Linked DNA regions of Sus scrofa: region 1 is linked to region 2. A link is a contact called in public Hi-C data. All regions are on one chromosome and are shown on one strand. The core of a region is the stretch at or near the end of the contact, and the rest is flanking DNA. Distances in the headings are between cores, read along the strand shown.

Region 1 (5,523 bases), core at 2,971-5,470, 890 kb after region 2:
GTACCATTCGGCCTCCAAGTGCTCCAGCTCCTCGGGGTGGCCTTTCTGTCCTCACACCTGCCCTCGGCTTCTCCCCGCTCCTGGCCACACTGCCTGCTCTCTCACCTGGTGCTGGTTCCTGGCCTCACGCCTGGCTCACCAGCCCCAGATGAGCTCTGCCAGCTGCTCTGTGATGGATGACGCTCAAGGACACGCTGGCAGTTTGGCCACATCCCAGGACAGTCTTTGTTAAAACCAACAAAATTAAATGTGCCTGAGCAGTTCATGTATTACTTTGGGGAAAAGTTTAAAAAATGCTTAAAAGTATGTTAAGAACTGTTAAATTTCACAATGCCTGGCACCATGGCTTGGGCTAATAAACAATCAAGTAAGAAACCAAAAGAGCAGAAATGAATATTTTTCACTGTAAAGATATCAAGTGTAGTTAACTGTGCACAAGCACCATGCCGAAACAAAGACATTTTTTGTTATCAGAACTCTGTTAATTAATTACAAATTTATAAAACTTAATCAATCTTGAACTTAGAAAATTAGCTGGAAAAAAATTAGATTGGATGTAGGTGATGAGAAATCAGAGAGCTGTGTTTTGAAAATGTTCCCTTCTTGAGAGTACAAATGAATCCTGTTTTTAGTATAGGACTTGGAGTGTATAAACTACTTTCATATCTGTGACTTCATTACATCCTTATGATATCTTATGAAATAGTATGCTCTTTATGTTTTCATATGTAAAGCAATTGAGCCTCCATCTATTTTTATTAGAAACCCACCTAGGAATCTAATCTCAGCACTTTTCCTCCATGTGGTGATCAGCCCTGGAGATATGATACCCAGATATGACTAATGAAAGGTAGGCTTTTCACAAACATGTAATTTTCTTATCGAGAGCCTTTTTATTGGGATGTTACATTTCATTGTTAACAGTTTCAATGACTAGTACTCATAGAATACCTCCTCTGTGTCTGAGTCTTTGTCAGGGTTTTTATGTGTGTGTGCTGGGCATTGTTTGCTTTTTCCTTTTTCTTTTTCGGCTGCCCTCATGGCCTATGAAAATTCCCGGGGCCAGGGATCGAATCTGAGCTGGAGCTGCAACCTACGCCACAGCTGCTGCAATGCCAGATCCTTAACCCACTGTGCCAGGCTGGGGATCAAACCAGTGCTTCCACAGAGACAAGCCAGATCCTTAACCCACTGCACCATAGTGGGAACTCTGTATTGTTTGCTCTTAAACCCAGGGTCCCTCTTGTTCTCTGCTGTCCTTCCCAGGCCACCCTATCTTCTGCGTTCTCCCTTTCCAGACAAGGAGACAACACAGGGAAGGAGGCCATTCTCCCTGTTCCCGTCAGCCTTGTGTGGGCTCTCCATGGCCAGCTGCAGTTGGCTCTTCTCTGTGGTGTCAGCTCTCCTGCCACACCTAGTGGCTCTGACTCCTGGGCTCTGTCCAAGCACCACCTTCCTTTGACCTGCCAGCAGCCAATCTCAGGATAGCTTCTTGATTCTGTTTGGCTCTTCAACTCTTCCATTCCCTTTGACACCAAATCCCTGCCTTGAATTCCATCTACGTGAAAGACCTAGAGTGGTTTTGTTTAGTAGTGACAGTCTGTGCCACTGCAACATAGTATTACATCTAAGCTTTCCAACATGCCAGGAAGGCGTTATTATCATTGTCACCATGTGCAGATAAGGAAATTGAAGCTCAGAAGAGACAAATGATGCGCCCAGCCTCAGAGAGTCCATAAATGGGAGCACTGGGGCACAAATCCAGTCACATCCAGATAACAGGTGACGCTGATCGAGTGCATTCCAGTGTCAGGCCCTGGGACCTGAGTGTGCCTATCTGCGTCACCCTGTGACCCATGTAGCCCTCACAGCATCTCTCCAGCTACAGATGAGGACATGAAGTTCAGACACACTAGCTTGCCAGAAGCACAAAGCTAGGGAGCAGCCAAGATGGACTTCAAACCCAGATTTGCCCGACTCCAAGCTTGTTCTTTCTACTACTACCCCCCAAAGCGAGTGTGCATTGGAGCTCCCGTTGTGGCTCAGTGGGTTAAGAAGCTGACTAGTACCCATGAGGATGCAATCCCTGGCCTTGTTCCATGGGTTAAAGGATCTGGCGTTGCCACGAGCTATGGTGTAGGTGGCAGATGCAGCTCAAACATGGCATTGCTGTGACTGTGGCATAGGCTGGCATAGGCTGCAGCTCTGCTTCAACGCCTAGCCTGGGAACTCCCACATGCCACACTTGGCGGTCCTAAACTGAGAAAAAAAAACAGAAGCAAAAAAAAAGAGGGAGTGTGCATCACGACTGGGGAATAGACATTTCTGGTCTCCACCCCCAGAAATTCCAGCTCAGTAGGTTTGGGAGGAGCTCGGAAATAGGCACTCTGCACATGGGCCTTAAGTGATGCTGAGGCAGAGGGTGTGGGAAGCACAGGGGGCCAACCCTGCTTATCCTCCCTGCCGCCACCAAGCCCGTGACACCCTGTGTAGTCTCTGTTGCTTCTGCTCCCCCGCCCACCTCTGTTTCTTCATCTGAAAGTCAAGGGGGGACTGGATAATCTTCTAGGGCATTCCAGGTCTCCCCTGAGCCCCATCACCCTGGGTTGTAGGAGTGCAGCGCATTTGGTGTCAAGCCTCCAAGGGGATCCCTGCTGTGCCATGGAGCCGTCCAAGGGCACAGCTGAGGCCCCCGGGGGCCAGGGTTTCTCATGGGCTCCCCAGGCCGCAAGACTCAACAGGGGCCCTGTGGCTTGAGAGTAAAGGAAAGCCCTGTTTGTGGATTTGCAGTAGTTGGCAAACTGGCATTTGAAAGAGGAAGCGAGTGGTGGGGTGGGAGTGTTCATTCAGGGAAATATTCGAAGAACTCAGTGTTTGCTCGGAGAGGTCATGAAATAAGTTTTGTTCCCACACCCTCTGGAAAAATGATGCTTCATTAAAATGGCAACATGAGGTGTAGAGAAAACGGTGAAATTGGGAACACTGAAAAGACACATTCACTAGATTCCACTTAAAATGTAAAAGGAGTGTAAAGAAAACAAATGGACATTTTCTTGAGGCAGCTGAGCGATACAAAACACAGGCATCTTTGTCTCCTTCTTGAAAACTTCCACAATGCCTTCTCCTTTCTTCCTCTTGACTAATCTCTGCTTCTAAGAGGTGTTGAGTTTCGGCCAAACTCTCTGCTCCGCTCGCATCAAAGGCCGCTGTCTCGTGAATAGCCAGCTCTCACCTACCGATCCTCTTACTCAGCCCTGCCCGGTGGACGCAGGACATTCCCCATAATGAGCTCTCAGGCAGAATTTCCAGGCGGGGTCCAGGAGCATCAATCACAGGCCTGAATGGGAGGTCGGCGCGTGGGAACCTTGGGAGGAGCCGGGTGCAGAGCTCGCAGTGGTCCCTCCAAGCCCGTGGCCGCACATCTGTCCAGCGATGCCTCCTGGGTTCGCTGCCGGCTACATCGGTGCTTGACAGACGGGTTGCGCTCCTTTCTGGAGCTGCAGAGTACCCCGTGGGAGGGAGGGAGGCAGGCAAAGTTCTGTTCCTGCCTTACCACGACCCCTCTAACGTGGTTCCAAATGCGCCTGGGTTCCAGGTTCAGGTTTTCTTTGTACCATTAGCGGTAGTGCTTGCGAAGGAGGACTCTGTGGGATGGACAACAAATGGGCCGAGGGAGACTGGGAGTCTGCTTTTGTCCTCCTTAAAGCCCCGGTGTCTCATGTTTTACTCCTTTATCTGCAGTATGAAGGTGACGGTTCAGAATCATTAGCTAATAAGGAATCAGAACGAAGACAAAACCCTTTGAAAAGGCAAAAGAACGTTAAGTATGAATTCCTCCTTGGCTTTTTACTAACATCCTCCACCAGATCGTGGGGCTGCCTCTTTCCCCTTGTGGACACTCCAGAAAAAACTGGGGCGTGGGAAGTTGTGAGTTCAGAGTCCACCTACATTTGGTCGGTTCTGATGGCTGTAGAGTGTGATGCGAGTGCTGACATCTTTACCCACGCTTGTTCTCTGGGACCACCTCTCAACACCAAGACGTGGGCCTTGCCCAGCAGCTGAGTCCCTAGCCCTGCAGAGGGTGGAAGGAGGAGCTGGAATCCTGCTCAGGGAGAGGACCTGCAGGACAGAGAGGTTTTCCTGGGGGAAGGGAGGTCACTTTGAGACTAGAGAAAGCAAACAGCAAAAACCTAGTGAAGTCTGCAGCAGCATCAGGTCTATGCTGCCCCCTGGTGGTCCTGTGTTGTACTACAGTCTGCTCCCGATTCGCTGTAAAATGACACTCTTCTATCTTCTAGGCTGCAGTCTGGACATCTAGAGCCATGAGGAGGGAGTGAAATGGGTTAAGGGCAATGAAAGCACAGGTATGAATCTTCTCACGGGACCGAAGACAGAATTTTTGCCGCAGGAGCCATTCAGTCGTTATCTGGTATAATGCGTATATACCAGTAAACAGTGCCAGCATAAAAATTACTCATTTAATGGACTTAAATTGATTTTGACCATTAAAAATTAAAGTTATATTATTCAGTCTATTATGACTTTTACCAAGTGTATTTTCGAGTTCTCTCATTTCTACTGTTTTACAACAGTTTGAGGAGAAGAGAAAGAGATAGTATATGTATGTATGTATGTATTTATTTATTTATGCATCCATGGCGTGGATAAGTTCCTGGGACAGGGATTTAACCTGCATCATGGCTGCTACCCGAGATACAGCAGTGGCAAAGTCGGATCCTTAACCCTCTGAGCCACCAGGGAATTCCGAAAACAATGTAGATTTTTTATTTTAAATTGTTTAATTTTTAGGTCTGCACCTGTGGCATATGGAAGTTCCCAGGCTAGGGGTCAAATTGGAGCTGCAGCTGCCAGCCTGAATCACAGCTACAGCAACACTGGATCCAAGCTGCATCTGTGACCTACACTGCAGCTCACAGCAACACTGGATCCTTGACCCACTGAATGAGGCCAGGGATCAAACCCGAATCCTCATGGATCCTAGTCAGTTTCTTAATCCATTGATCCACGATGGGAACTCCACCGAGAACAATATAGTTTTAATCCCTGTTTCACTGACCTCGAAACAGATACAGGGGCCTCAAGTCTGCAGAGTCAGGGTTACTGGTCTGTTTCTGGGTCCCACGTCAGGAGCAGGATGTGGGGCAGGGCCAAGGGGACCTGGAGAGCTTTCCTTTTGGCTTTGTGGCCTCATCATCTCCACTTCTGTGCATCCCTGTTCTCCATGCTAGGAGCATTTCTAGTCGGCTGTGTACACTATGTTAGGCATTTCAAATATGTTTCTGGAAGTTGTCAGTGCTGTTCTCTATGGGGCCTGAAGGCAAAATTCAATGTTTGTAGTAAATAAGTACTAAAATTATACTAGCGATTGAGAAGATGGATTATTTCCAGGTTGCTTAGCCATATTGGCTGAGTGTTGAATTCAGCAGTGGTGCCAACACATTCTATGCATGAATTTTGTGCTCCTGGGCTCTGAGAGTCACACTGAAGCTGGCGGTGCAGAGC
Region 2 (5,848 bases), core at 3,281-5,780:
TCTGCTGCACCCCAATGGAAACTCCCTATAGTTGAGTTTTTAAATAAGAATTGTGCTAGATTCTCTTATAGTAAGAACCTGGGAAGGGAAGTTCTTTCAGACTAAAAGCAAACACATTTCCTTCACCAGCAACTGAGACGAGAGCAGGGCTGAAGGTCCTTTAGGAGAGGCACATAGCCCCTGTGATAACAGATCCAAAGGATGCATAGGAGAAAGCCAAAATAATCCATTATTTTTATAACCTTGATGGCCAACTAAGGGAGTTTTAATTGGGAACAAAATACTTGAGCAAATTTGTTATGAATATTGTTATTCCCATATTTTAAATCTGGAAATGGTACATTTAACATAATTTTCAGAAAAATAGCCTCAACAGTAACAAACAAATAGATTTTCATCTTAAGGTCTAAAGCAGCATTTCATTCCTAATAATCACGTCTTGAGCATTAACCTTAAATAAATTACTAAAGCATATCGAAAAAACATGGCCTCCACATTTGCGATTTCACTTTGCATGAGGCATGTGGTAGGCTGAAAACAGTTGTCCCCCCCACCCCGGCCGCAAGATATCTGTGTCCTAGGCCCCGGAACCTGTAAAACCTGTAAATGTTACTGAACTTGGAGACAGCGTCTTTGCAGATATGATTCAGTGATGGGTCTTAAAATGGGGGGATTATCCTGGATTATCTAGTTGGGCCCTAAATTCAATCACATGTTTTCATACAAGAGAGATGCAGACAAAAGAGGAAGCACAGATAGATGAGAAAGCAATGTGAAGGCAGAAGTGGAAGTTGAAGTGATGCAAGAAATGCTGTCTGGAGGCAAGGAGCAGGTGCTCCCCTAGTGCCTCCCGAGGAAGAACAGCCCTGCTGACACCCTGATTTCGGCCCCCATGAAACCGATTTTGGACTTCTGTTCGCCAGGACCCCGAAAGAATGAATTTCTTCTTTTCAAGCCATCAAGTTTGTGGTACTTTGTTACAGCAGCCACAGGAAACTAATACTGGGTGGTTAGAAGAACGTTACACAGGACAACGTGTTTAACATGAGTTTTTCATTCCTTAAAATCAGTCGTGGAAGAAATGACAGAGTGGTTTTAAAAACTGTTGTCGTGGAGTACCCATTGCGGCTCAGCGGAAACAAACCTGACTACTATCCCTGCGGATGTGGGTTCGATCCCTGGCTTCACTCAGTGGGTTAAAGGATCCGGCGTTGCTGTGAGCTGTGGTGTAGGTCGGAGATGTGTCTTGGATCCCGCATGGCTGTGGCTGTGGCTGTGGTGTAGGCCAGCAGCTGCCACTCCAATTTGACCCCAGGCCTGGGAACTTCCAGATGCTGTGGATGCGGCCCTAAAAAGACCAATAAATAAATAGAGGAACTTTAATGTAAATATTTCCTGGCTCTATTTAGTCAAGTTGTTGACAAGTAGATGTCAATAACAGTTGAGTAGCACTGTGTGATTTGCTGAGCCCAGTCACACTTGTAGGGTAAAACTTTGTTGTGAAAACTCACTCAGTGAAGGTCAAAACATACAAACCAGGGTCAGCTTATATCTATGCACTGGATGAATGGATTTATGGATTTATAGGTGCTTGAAGTGTCTGGTAAAGTTCAGCTCAGATAGTCTGTCTCTGTCTTACGGTTCCCATATCCCGAGGGGCTGTCATGCGTTAGAAACTGGGAGACATTTGTTTCTCCCTGTGGAGTGATGCTGGATGGACGGGGGTGGCAGGTGGCGGGGCGAGGGGAGGTTCCTCACCACCATGCCAAGAGGCCAGTGACCCTCTTATCCTGCATGCTCATTCCCCACCAGGCATGCACTTCTCATTGCAGACCCAAAGGCATTCCAGCTGCCTGCAGGATTTTTCTCCAACTTAAATCCTAAATAATTTTTTTAAGAATGCAAGTAAGAACCATACACCTGGAGGGAAAATGCAGTTTCTTTAACAAAGGTTCATGGTACATCCTTTGTCAGGTATCTGTCTTTAAAACAATAAAGTATAGGTATAGTCGTTTCTAGTTTTATGTTCACCATAATGCAGGTCATTATTTAAAGTCTTAAGATAAAATTGGAGTCCAGGAAATTCTGATAAAATTACTTGGTGAATATTAAATAACTATGTTGAATAACACTATGCATTTGAATTTCTTGTATTTATGTCATTTCCTCTTCCTAACAGGGGAAAATTGAGGAAGCACTGAATGCGTTTGAAGAACTAGTTCGCAGGTACCCTAAGAGCCCAGGGGCGCGCTATGGAAAAGCACAGGTACGTAGAAACCCCGCCACTTAGGATGCTGTTTATTCTGTATAATTGGACTTTCACCACCCAGTGTTTGTATTTTATTTTTCTCTTCTCGTGTGTATGCTGAATCAATTTCTCATGCATATGCCTGAATTCAAGCAAAAAATACTTTTTAAAATAAGACAATTAATTATTGCTGTTTGCACTGGTGAATTTAGTGGCTTTTCTTTTTCTCCCCCTCCATATAGCTTCTGTCTGGGTTTGCAAAGAAAATAAAGAATAACACTTTTGTCACTCATTTCCCATCACCCTCACGTTCCTTCTGTTTAGACCCACCATGTAGTTTTGACCTCAGGTTCCTTAGGGCTTTAAGAACCTCGTTTTATCGCTAGAGGTGCCTGCAGAGGGTGCTTAGGAAAGACTCTTTTAATATAAAGTGGAATAGGGAGTTCCTGTTGTGGCTCAGTGATTAACAAGCCTGACTAGGAACCATGAGGTTTCGGATTCGATCCCTGGCCTCACTCAGTGGGTTAAGGATCCGGCGTTGCCGTGAGCTGTGGTGTAGGTTGCAGATGTGGCTTGGATCCAGTGTTTGCTGTGGCTGTGGCATAGGCTGGCAGCTACAGCTCTGATTGGACCCCTAGCCTGGGAACCTCCATATGCCATGGGTGTGGCCCTAAAAAGACAAAGTAAAATAAAATAAAATAAAGTGGATAGACTTTGTTCTCTCTGTAGTTTCTATCAGCTGACTCGTTTCTTACCACCTCCCTTCTCCCATCGCCACCTCCACCTTCTCCTTTCTTACTGAACCTTCCCCGTTTTCCAGCTCCTCAATTCATGAAGCTTTTCCACATCTGTCTGTAGCTGCGGAAACCCTCTGTGGGTCACGTACTGTTTTAGGCCCTGGGATTATCTAGAGGACACGCTAGGGGTCTCTGTCCTTGTGGATCTTATATTCCAATGGAAGCTATTTTAAAAGTTTCTTATTCACAATTTTTTAGTGAATAAAAATGTGGCAGGCCCTGTTCCAGGCACTGCAGCCACCCACAAAACATGTGGCATTTTCATTGTGATGGAGAAGACAATCATGAGACATAGAAAATCTATTGCTTTTGCTACTGGATACTTTGTCAGGAGACAAAAACAAGGCAGAGCCCAGCTATAGGATGCGTGAGGGGGTTGAGGTGCTGGATAGGACGGCAGGAAAATATCTCACCACGGACGTGACCTTAGAGCAAAACCCTGAAAGTCTTTACGAATAAATATATATTTAAAGAATATTAGAAATGTTAAAGTAAATACATTAGACCATCTCACATAGTAATACATGCTGCAAAGAGAAAGTCATGGAATACAGAGCAGGTCATTAAGATGTTCTGTTGGCGTTCTCACTGTGGCACCGTGGGTTAAGAATCCGACTGCAGTGGCTCAGGTCACTGCAGAGGCTGGGGTTTAATCCCTGGCAAGGTGCAGTGGGTTAAGGGATCCAGTGTTGCCATAGCTCATATTCAGTCCCTAGCCTGGGGACATATCTCCATATGCCCGGAGTGGGCCATTAAAAAAAAAAAAAAAAAAGATTTTTTTTTTTGTTTACAGATGTTGTATTTGAGTGACAGCAGACTACACTTGAGATAAGATGATCCAAAAAGGGAGGTGACAAGTGGCTGAGATGTGACAAGGTCGAGGAAGGAGATGTCCAGACAGAGCGAACAGTGGGGACAAAGGCCATGATGCCGGGACTCAGCCTTGGCATTATCTGTGGGGACTAGGGAGGGCTGAGCCGAGAGGGGTGACGTGGTGGCGGTTTAATTCTCTGAGCCGTGGGAGCCTTGGAGGGTTTGTGCATGGCATGCCTGGCTGGTTGTCTGTTTGTTTGTTTTAATGACGATTGCTTTGGTTGCTGGGTGGAGAATAGCTTGCGGAGTAGAAGCCAGGAGAATGGGGGACCTGAGATCCACTGGCTCGGACAGTGGTTATGGCCGTGGAGATGGGCAGTGGACAAGGGCGGAGCCAAGAGGACTTGATGATGGATTTGATGTGAGGGTCAGGAAGAGAGGACTCAAGAGCAACCCTGGGGTTTGGGGGTCGGCCATCTGAGGAGATGCCAGTTACTGACCCAGAAGACGGGTAGAGGCACAGGTTTGGGGGGCTGCACAATCAAGAGTTTTCTTTCAGTCCTGTTAAGTTTGTGATGCCTATGACACAATCAAGTGCACATGTCCAGCAGACCATTGGAGTTTTGGGGTCTGGAACCCAGGATGAAAGCCGAGGCTGATGTGCAAGTGTCAGGCAGTTGAGCTCCTCCAGCCTGCCTCGGAGACCAGACTGTCAGCCCTGCCCGGAAACAACAGATGCAGAGCTGCAGAAATTTTCCAGACCCAGGAGAAGCTGCCAACACCCCATTGGAGGGGGCAGTACAGTCACTTGGGTGTGACACTCATACGGAAACCAACACGTCTAGAGATAAAACAAGTATGTTTTGCTCTGAACTGAGGGTGACAACCACTCAAAATCCAGATACTTAAGTTCTTCCTGTCTTCCCTTTAAAAACTTATTAATTAAATTTGTATTAATTCAGTTTCAATAAGTTAAATTTGTGAAAATTTAATGCAAAGAAGTTCCTTTTATCCATGGTACAATATAGACTAGGTTTATAGCAACTGCAACTGCATTTTTCCTATAAATGAATTTGGTCAGTAATCCTCCTAAACTTCTAAATTGTATTGTTATTATTGAGCAAGAGAATATGTGTGTGTTGCCAAAAGATCACACCTATTCATATAAGTAATGTGCTTTGCCACTAGTTCTGACAATCATTTGATTAAGGAAAGGATGTTAACTCAAGAGAATAATGATTGGGGCAGATGCTAATTAAGGCAAAAATGTTTGACGACTTAGAATTTTTCTCATATGTGATATTAATTGCAGGTACCAAAGTCTAAGTAATGCGGTACTTTTTGCACAAGGCAGAGGCTGTATTTATACTCTTATTTAACAGTAAGAATTTGAGATTTACGCCCCAGCAATATTTCTTATCTCTGAACTATTATGCTACAAAGTGTTATTGCTATTAACATCAGTACACAATTTAAGCATGGTAAAGTAAGGTTTAATAGACAATTTAACAGAAACTTTAAATTCATAAGAGTTTTAGAAAAAAGTTCTACAGAGGATGGATTTCATAGGGAGGAATACGATGGCTTTTTCACTCTTTGTCAGCAGATTAAACAGTCAATGGAATATCCCAACACATTTTTAAAATTCCGCAACATTAAGTTAAATAGAAACTATAGTATTTGTCATTTCTAAAATAGCGCTGATATTGTCTTAATCTTTGGATTACTGTAAAAATCAATTTTGACCGAGTTCCCTGATCATCAGACACAAAATATTAAATTATGAGCTCAATTCACTTTATTATCTTACACAAATCGTTAATGCCTCTCAGGCAAGATATGCCATACCTCTTAGAAAGGTTGGATCGGGAGTTGTTTCCAATCAAAACGCTTTGTGATGTTAACATCCTGAAACAAATGTTCAGTTTCAGCACAAATCATTTATCTACGTGTGCTAAATTGATCAAAATCAATTTTGATTTTTCAGAGC

What was found. Hi-C and Micro-C count contacts between places; a contact is called where the count stands out from the background.
Region 1: a contact with region 2 is called in a Hi-C map of heart right ventricle, with 7 times the contacts expected there. The contact joins two enhancer-like sites. A contact is called at or near these places in 7 of 47 Hi-C or Micro-C datasets (alveolar macrophages, brain, embryonic fibroblasts and 4 more).

What each region holds. Positions count from the first base shown.
Region 1 is chr4:72,927,256-72,932,778 of Sscrofa11.1, forward strand. No RefSeq gene overlaps it. Among named protein-coding and RNA genes, the nearest start is that of RAB2A, 48 kb to the left of the region's middle. Within about 2 kb of position 4,221, at least 8 of the 83 cell types and tissues checked have an H3K27ac peak or open chromatin away from gene starts, as enhancers often do.
Region 2 is chr4:72,039,436-72,045,283 of Sscrofa11.1, forward strand. ASPH (aspartyl/asparaginyl beta-hydroxylase) reads left to right here. Exons shown (of 24, transcript XM_021089332.1): 15 at 2,180-2,266. Among named protein-coding and RNA genes, the nearest start is that of ASPH, 140 kb to the left of the region's middle. Within about 2 kb of position 4,531, at least 2 of the 83 cell types and tissues checked have an H3K27ac peak or open chromatin away from gene starts, as enhancers often do.